Linked DNA regions of Hordeum vulgare: region 1 is linked to region 2. The links are chromatin contacts, called in public Hi-C maps. All regions are on one chromosome and are shown on one strand. Each heading gives the region's core, a stretch centred on a gene start, on an enhancer-like site or on the middle of the called end of the contact. The rest is flanking DNA. Distances are from core to core; before and after follow the strand shown. Region 1 holds the start of LOC123427334 (tRNA-dihydrouridine(20) synthase [NAD(P)+]-like). Region 2 holds the start of LOC123427323 (E3 ubiquitin-protein ligase RMA1H1-like).

Region 1 (3,438 bases), core at 486-2,985, 510 kb before region 2:
GCATATGTTTAAAAGGCCAATTCAATGTGTTGATCAAATCATCAGACCAAACAATTTAGTTAGCAGCCTTTCCCCAATAACACGGTGAACTTTAAGTTATTCGCTATTAAGAGCAAACTCAGAAGTAAGGCTTACACAATCTCAGCAGCTTTAAGTGCTCTCACAGCATCTGATGTGCCCATTTGGAAGACAACCCTATCCCTTTCTTGCGGGCATGTTCGGAAAACAACACTATCAGTCCCTCTTTCCAAAAAATCAGTTGTCCCAAGAGATTCTGACCAATGATGAACATAATGATTAGAATGAGTGGATACCACACAAATCTGGACAGCATGTAGAACAAAGAAACAAAATCCAGTGGCATTAAGTTGTCCTTAAATCATACACTTGTACATTAAGTTGTCCTTCAATTAAATTTGTTATCTATCTCCAAACAAAACAAAAACACATCCAAGAATCAGTTACTGACTTAAAATGCAACATTATTGGAGTAAAGCTATCTACAATACTATAAGATGCGAAAACGGTAGTTTATGAGCAGAACATAATCATTGATGTGGTAGTCATAGTTGTGACTTGTGAGATGATAATAAACCGTGAAACATCAGTTGGACTACAATACCATTTGTAACACGTTGACAGTGCACAAACTTATGATCTATTATTTCTTCTCCATACGTAATATCGGCGCCATATTCAGCAGCCAGTAGCCTAAACGGCAGAGTACCCTGCAAAAATCATTGACAGAATAAGGAAGGTTCCACATATAACTATGTAAAGACGTTGAAGAAATGTGTGACAAGGAGGATATTGTCTAGAAATAACTGTGATTTGTGGAGGATAACTAGTGTTTAGAGGGTGCTTGGATCCAAGAGACTAAAACTAGTCTGACTAAAACTAGTCTCTTTAAGAGGCTAAAGTTCCAAGCGCCCCTGACTAAAGAGAGGCTAAAACTAGTCTTGAGGCTAAAATCTTTTAGTCAGGGGTACCCCTACTAAAATGTGCATTAGTCCTCTCTCTCCTCATTTAACTCCTCATGCAAGTTCTGGATTGGACAGTTTGGAGGATAATAAATGCTCATTAACTTGATTTTAGTCTCTTTAGTACTTGGATCCAAGCATGGGTGAGGCTAGCAAGTTTTAGTCTCACTACTTTTAGTCATGGGACTAAAACGTATCCAAGCACCCTCTTAATCAGGAATCCAGCATCGGGCAACTGAGAACCATACAAAGAACTAATCAGTTCATCAATGGAGATATCGTGCTACTTATTCCAGTCCCTAGAGCTGCATCCAAGAAACCCTGATTTCCAACTAGAGATCTCTCGGGGTTCGTTCTGACTAGCACGGCTAGCAACACGGGCAATCGCCCATCGAGCTACTCAATCACCCCGTGCGGCACTAAAGCTTCCCGCTCTAGATTCAGGGAGGCTTGAATCTAGGTCCCCGTGCTCCGGGGACTAAAACTCGGTTCCTACGCCTCCAGCTCATGCGGGACGCTGCTGCGAATCGGGGTGGGAGGGTTTGGAGTAGTTACCGCGCGGACCATGGGCGCGAGCACGAGCTTGTTGCGGTAGTCCATCTCTTCTTGCCTCGTGTCGCCGCGTCTCTGCCGCTGCGGCTGCTCCGCCTCTGACCCTCTCCTTGCTACCCCTCAATTCTGGGGACAAGGTTCCGGAGCGGACAGTGCCACAGGGAAGAAGAAAAGGCGACGCTGGCGGCGACCGCGCTGTCCCGTGCAGGAACAGAGCACTGCGTCCTCTCTAGACCGGAACCTCTCGCACGTTTCCTTGTTGGGCCGGCTGCTCAAAAGCCCAAATCTTCTCGCTCTTACTTAAGTTGTGAACGGGAGCCACCGGCTATCGAGCGCCGAAATCACTAGTTAGCGATTGCACCTTTTAACGATTACTTCCATTTTCACAGGTTACGATAAATAGCGGACTGCATGCGTATCATTTATCGCAACCTGAAAATTTTCCTTTTTTCGTAGATCCGTATTTTTAAAATATTTTATCTCCTAAATCATGCGTCCAAATTTTGAACTGTTTCCACGTTGATTTCCACCGTTGATTTTCTCGCGTCGAGATCTTCAAAACTAGATCCCATTTTAATAGGTTTTGGCGAACTTTTTTTTCACGAAAAAACCAGAAGAAAAAACCGGACGAAAAAATCGTGCCTCACGCGATAGAAAAAAAATCAGAAAACGAGTCGTGGCTCTCACGAAGGCAAAACCATGCCTCCCGCGGAAGCAAAACCGCGTCTCTCGCAAAAAAAGAGAGAGCTGCAAACACGTTTTTTTCCTTTCAGGAGAGCCATGACGTGCCTCTCGCGAAGGAAAAATTGTAACTTTCGTGGAAGCAAAACCGTGTCTCTTGCAAAAAAAATTAGAAAACACATTTTTTCCCTTTCGGAAGAGGCACGGACGTGCCTCTCGCGAAGGCAAAACCGTACCTTTCACGGAAGCAAAACCATGTCTCTCGCAAAAAAAACAGAAAAACGCGTTTTCTTCCCCTTTCCGAGAGGCACGGGCGTGCCTATCGTGAATGTAAATCCGTGCCTTTCGCACAAGCAAAACCGTGCCTCTCGCAAAAAAAAACAAAAAACACGTTTTTTCTCTTTTCGAGAGGCACGGCCGTGTCTCTCGCGAAGGCAAAATCGTGCCTCTCGCAAAGCAAAACCGTGTCTCTCGCAAAAAAACAGAAACTGTGTTTTTTCGTAAAAAAAATAGAAAACGCGTTTTTTGCGAAAAAAATATTGTCCAAAAGTTTCTTTTTTTTGCGAGATGATAAAAAAATCGAAACACCAAAAAAATCCAGAAAAAAATCACTCTAAAGAGCCAAAAACACGTGCGAAAAAAATTACGACGGGAACGTTGAGAGCGCGACACGTGGTGGCGGCTGAGAACGCGCTAAATGGCGACGCATGAGAGTGATCGCTCGAAGGCTCCCGAAGAAGTGCTCGCTAACTAGTTACCATCAGCGAGCGCTATTTCGGTTGCCTCGCAGCTAGGGCTGCAAATAAGTCAAGTTCGAGCGAGTTGTACTTGGCTTAGCTCAACTCATATTGAAATTCAAGCGAGCTCAAACTAAGTGAAGCTAATTGTCGAGCCATAAAACTTCACTCGTGTTCAGCTTGTAACGATCTCGAGTCAATCTCGAATTAGTTTCAAGTTAAATGAGACAGTAAAAAATATAAATCTTCCAGGATGATCCAACTAGATAAGGCAAATCAAGACATAAGAAAGCACTACAAATATTATTCCAATCAAGACTATGATAATGTAGCTTATTCAAAGTAGTTCGACTTATTCTCTAATAACCAAAAGTCTAGCACCAACATAAGAGACAATTCATGACAGATGTATAATTGGAAAAACAAATTATTTGTCGAAGATCATAAGAATTTGTAGTATAGTGTAGGTCGTAGATGGTCTTGGAGTT
Region 2 (3,656 bases), core at 889-3,388:
GCCCCCTCGTTTTTCATGTACTCTTAGTACCGAACATAATAAAAAAATAAATAGCATAACTCATTCGAAATTGGTGTCCAAAATAAGGGCCGAATAGCGCATGAGGGGCAAAGTAGTAGTCGTACAGATTCATGTGCTACCGTGTCATGTTCCACTGCAATACTGGATATTCCTTTTGTTGGACCCTCGAAATTGAAAGTGTGCTCTAACACATGCTCTGTTTCTTCAAGAATAATCCTTATCATTGTCATTTTATCGTCATTATTCAACAGACAAATCCATGAACTCGGACTGGAAGCTCTTTTCATACGAATCTATCATGTTTTGCTTTAAAGTAAATACCAAGAACATAAAAATCTATGGAATTTAGTCAAACACTTGACCGTCGTGGTGTCGGTTGTGAACACATCGCAATGGTGAAGAGTACGTGCTCGATGACTGCATCCAGACTCGAATCCGTAGGCCTACACGGGGGTAGGCGTATGAATGGAGCGGCAGAGGTCCGACAGGCAAAGGCCTGGCGGCACTCGGGGTGGTATGATAGCGACGTCGATCTTCAGGAGCATGGATACAGAGGGCATGAGGAGGGACATGCTGAAAAAATGAGTACTCCGAATGAGTTTTTTGTGTGCATAAGTAGTGTGAGAGACCTTTCCCTCGATTTAATGTCGGTTTGTGGAATTTGGGACGAATGTAGAGCAACTCCAACGGACCAATCCATTTCGTCTGCCCACGTCCGTTAAGGTCGTTGCGGACAAAAACGTCGGCCCAACGCGGCGACCTGTTCCCAAAATCCGTCTGTGTCGTGTCCGCGTGGACCCATTTCCGGGCCAAAATTGCGCCTGAAATGCGTCGGCGTGGACGCGACGCTGACGCACCGGCGTCCCCTCGATGTCCGCCACGGCCCAACTTGTCGGCTACCCAACCACTAGTGCATCTTATTAAATGCCAGCACCTACCTACGGGCCCATCTGGTAGCGTGTGAACGGTCCATATGTGACCGTCCTTTTTTATGCAAGCGTGCGGTGGGGCTGGCCTCATCCACTCTCAACCCCGTCCACATGTGGCCATGCGGTGCTCCCTCGCCGGCGATTGAAAACCCTAGCAAGCCCAAACCATGGGGTTTTTCAATGGCAAGGGGAGTCGGAAGCTGTCCGACGGTGCGAGCTCTTCTCACGGCTTGCCGGGGCAAGCTCCTGCGCCATCGCCTTCTAGACACGACTCCCCAGCAGAGCGGCAATGCGTGTACATACAATCCACCAAGCGCGGTGACATTGGCAGTACCGCTGGCCATTGCAGTATCCGAATGTCAGCGTGCCTCACGGCTGGCATATGGATCTGCAACGGATCCCTATTCTGGCAGTTCCGGAGGTTTGCCGGCGTCGCCAGGCCCTCACTCCGGAGCAGCGACAGATGCTTGCTTACTCGTGAGACTCCCCCAACTGGAAGCGCTGCTTCGCGCTAAAGCACAAGGAGGAGCGCCGTCGACCACGATGTTCCTCCACTGTCGCGTGAGGTTGTGCCGCACCAGGAGGACGAAGAGGCGGCGTACCAAGCCGCCCTCGAGAGCGCCCTATGTCCAATTAGGTTTAAGTGGACTTTGGCCGGCAGTTGACCGTCCACTATGTTTAATCATGTTTACTTCTGTGAAATCTGTTTTTCTTCTACACGGATAAATTTAGACCCGTCCTTCGTTAAACGCTAAAGTCGATCCATATAAAAATGCGGGATGTATACGTGTGTCTGATCGATCCAAACAGATGAAAAAATAAAACGCGCGTTCATTTGAATCGCCGGCGTTGGAGTTGCTGTTAGTGAGCCGCGCTTGTGAGATTTGAGCTAGCTTGTCATTTGTTTATTTAACCGATCTTGTGAAACAGCTCGTGGGATCACGAAACCATATCCTTTTCCGTTGCTTGCTCGCTCGCTCGCTCGCATACCGAGGCCGCCGTCCTCGCCGCATAAAAAAACCCGAACCGGAAGCTTCCCACCGAAAGCAACGTGGGAAACCCTCCTCACCGTCCGATCGAGGCGACCGACGGCGCGCGTCGTCCCGCGCCCCCCGCCCGCGATCGGACGGCCAGCGCCTCCCGACCTCCGCCGGTCTCCGCCCCCTATAAGTTTTTCTCTAGCCCCCTCCGCAAGTGACGTCGACACCTAATCTCATCCCACCTTCTCCTCCCCCACCTCCTTCTATCTATCCATCTTCTTCCTCCGCCCCCACGCAGGCCGGCGCGACCCAGCTCCCGCAATCTCCCCGATCGTTTCTCGCCGCCCCCTCGCTCGATTCTCGGAGGCCAGCGAACCCTGGGCGGCGGCGCGCGTGCGGATTGGATTCCTTCCCAGGTTGGTTCAAACGAACCCGCCCCGTTTCTCTTCTTGTTTCTGTTTTTTTGGGGGCGTAGATTGCGTTCTCCGGCCGGTTCCGGCGCCGTGGGATTGTTTCTCGTGGCCGGCTTTCGGATGCTGCAATTGTGCTGGGTTGGTTCCGCGTCTCGCGTGTGCGCGTCTAGCTTTGCCGCCGCCGCCGCCGCCGCCCTTGGCACCGGCTGCTGCCTGCTGGGGGTGCTTCTCTAGGAAGAACACGCGATGGCCGGTAGCTCTCTGTTTTTCCTCCCTCTTCTTATTGGTCAAATTCGGCGTTGTGATGCCTCCTTCGTCTAGCAAAGCAGGCATCTCATTCATTTCCTCTGTGAAATCAGGGGGCGCAATCCTTCCGACCTTGTCGCCGCGTTTACGAATTCAGGGATGCCCAAATCGTTCTCCTCCTATTGATGCCGGGGACATTATGTCTGCTCCTCCATGCTCTGTTGCTTTGTCTACACAAGTTAGATATTTTGGGGGCAAACTCCCCTCTCCTGCATTGAGATTGCATATGGTGGTAGAGATATCTTGCTTGGAGTGGGGAAAAAGAAATCATGTGGGTATGTTCAGTGCAATGCCCAATGCCCATTGAATTGTCGAACTGTATTTGGTTGTACAGTATCGCATTATATGCGACATCAATTCATAGCGTGCATAATAATTGTGGTGGTAGACAGTGCAATTAAACGTGTCAGATCTGTGTGCCTATATTACTTTTTGTTTCTCAATGATCACATCAGTTTCAGGTTGATGGCCAGTAGTATCTGTTCTCACTGTAGTATATATAGACCCTTGGGAAAACTCCACAAACCCAACCTCGGTATAGGAAAACGTTGTGCTCCGAGTCTGATATATGCGGGGCTTGATTGTAATTAAGGATGCTTGTTTAAATCAGAAAGGTGCGTGTTTAAATTAGGAAGTGTTTACTGAAGTCCACCTGTGTATTAAAATAAGTAAATTAGTAGTACTGGTAGTAGCACACATGGGGCCATATAGTGGTTGAGACATTTCCACTGACGCTGTTGAGCAATTAATCCCCTGTTTCCCGATCCTAATACAGTAGGTGCCATTATCTCTTGGTTATTATTCCTTTTTGTGGTCACTAGATATGTTTAATGATGATCCTTTTGGTCTACTTGTCTGCATGGAATATGCCAAGCCCTTTAGCTAATCCGTCGTTGTTGCGGTCCACATCACTATCCCAAGTTGTTGTTTTTCAATGATTCAATCGTGAGAGGAACCCCACAACCACACAGAAATATCGACGTGCCACGGAAGCTTATGCCATAAGA

Evidence for each region. Hi-C and Micro-C count contacts between places; a contact is called where the count stands out from the background.
Region 1: a Hi-C map of leaf shows a contact between it and region 2, with 4 times the contacts expected there. The contact joins the promoter of LOC123427334 here to the promoter of LOC123427323 in region 2. A contact is called at or near these places in 2 of 6 Hi-C or Micro-C datasets (both in leaf).

Annotation. Positions count from the first base shown.
Region 1 is chr2H:567,594,183-567,597,620 of MorexV3_pseudomolecules_assembly, reverse strand. LOC123427334 (tRNA-dihydrouridine(20) synthase [NAD(P)+]-like) reads right to left here and starts at 1,735. Exons shown (of 11, transcript XR_006622388.1): 1 at 1,536-1,735; 2 at 623-728; 3 at 136-274.
Region 2 is chr2H:567,082,302-567,085,957 of MorexV3_pseudomolecules_assembly, reverse strand. LOC123427323 (E3 ubiquitin-protein ligase RMA1H1-like) reads left to right here and starts at 2,138. Exons shown (of 2, transcript XM_045111335.1): 1 at 2,138-2,346.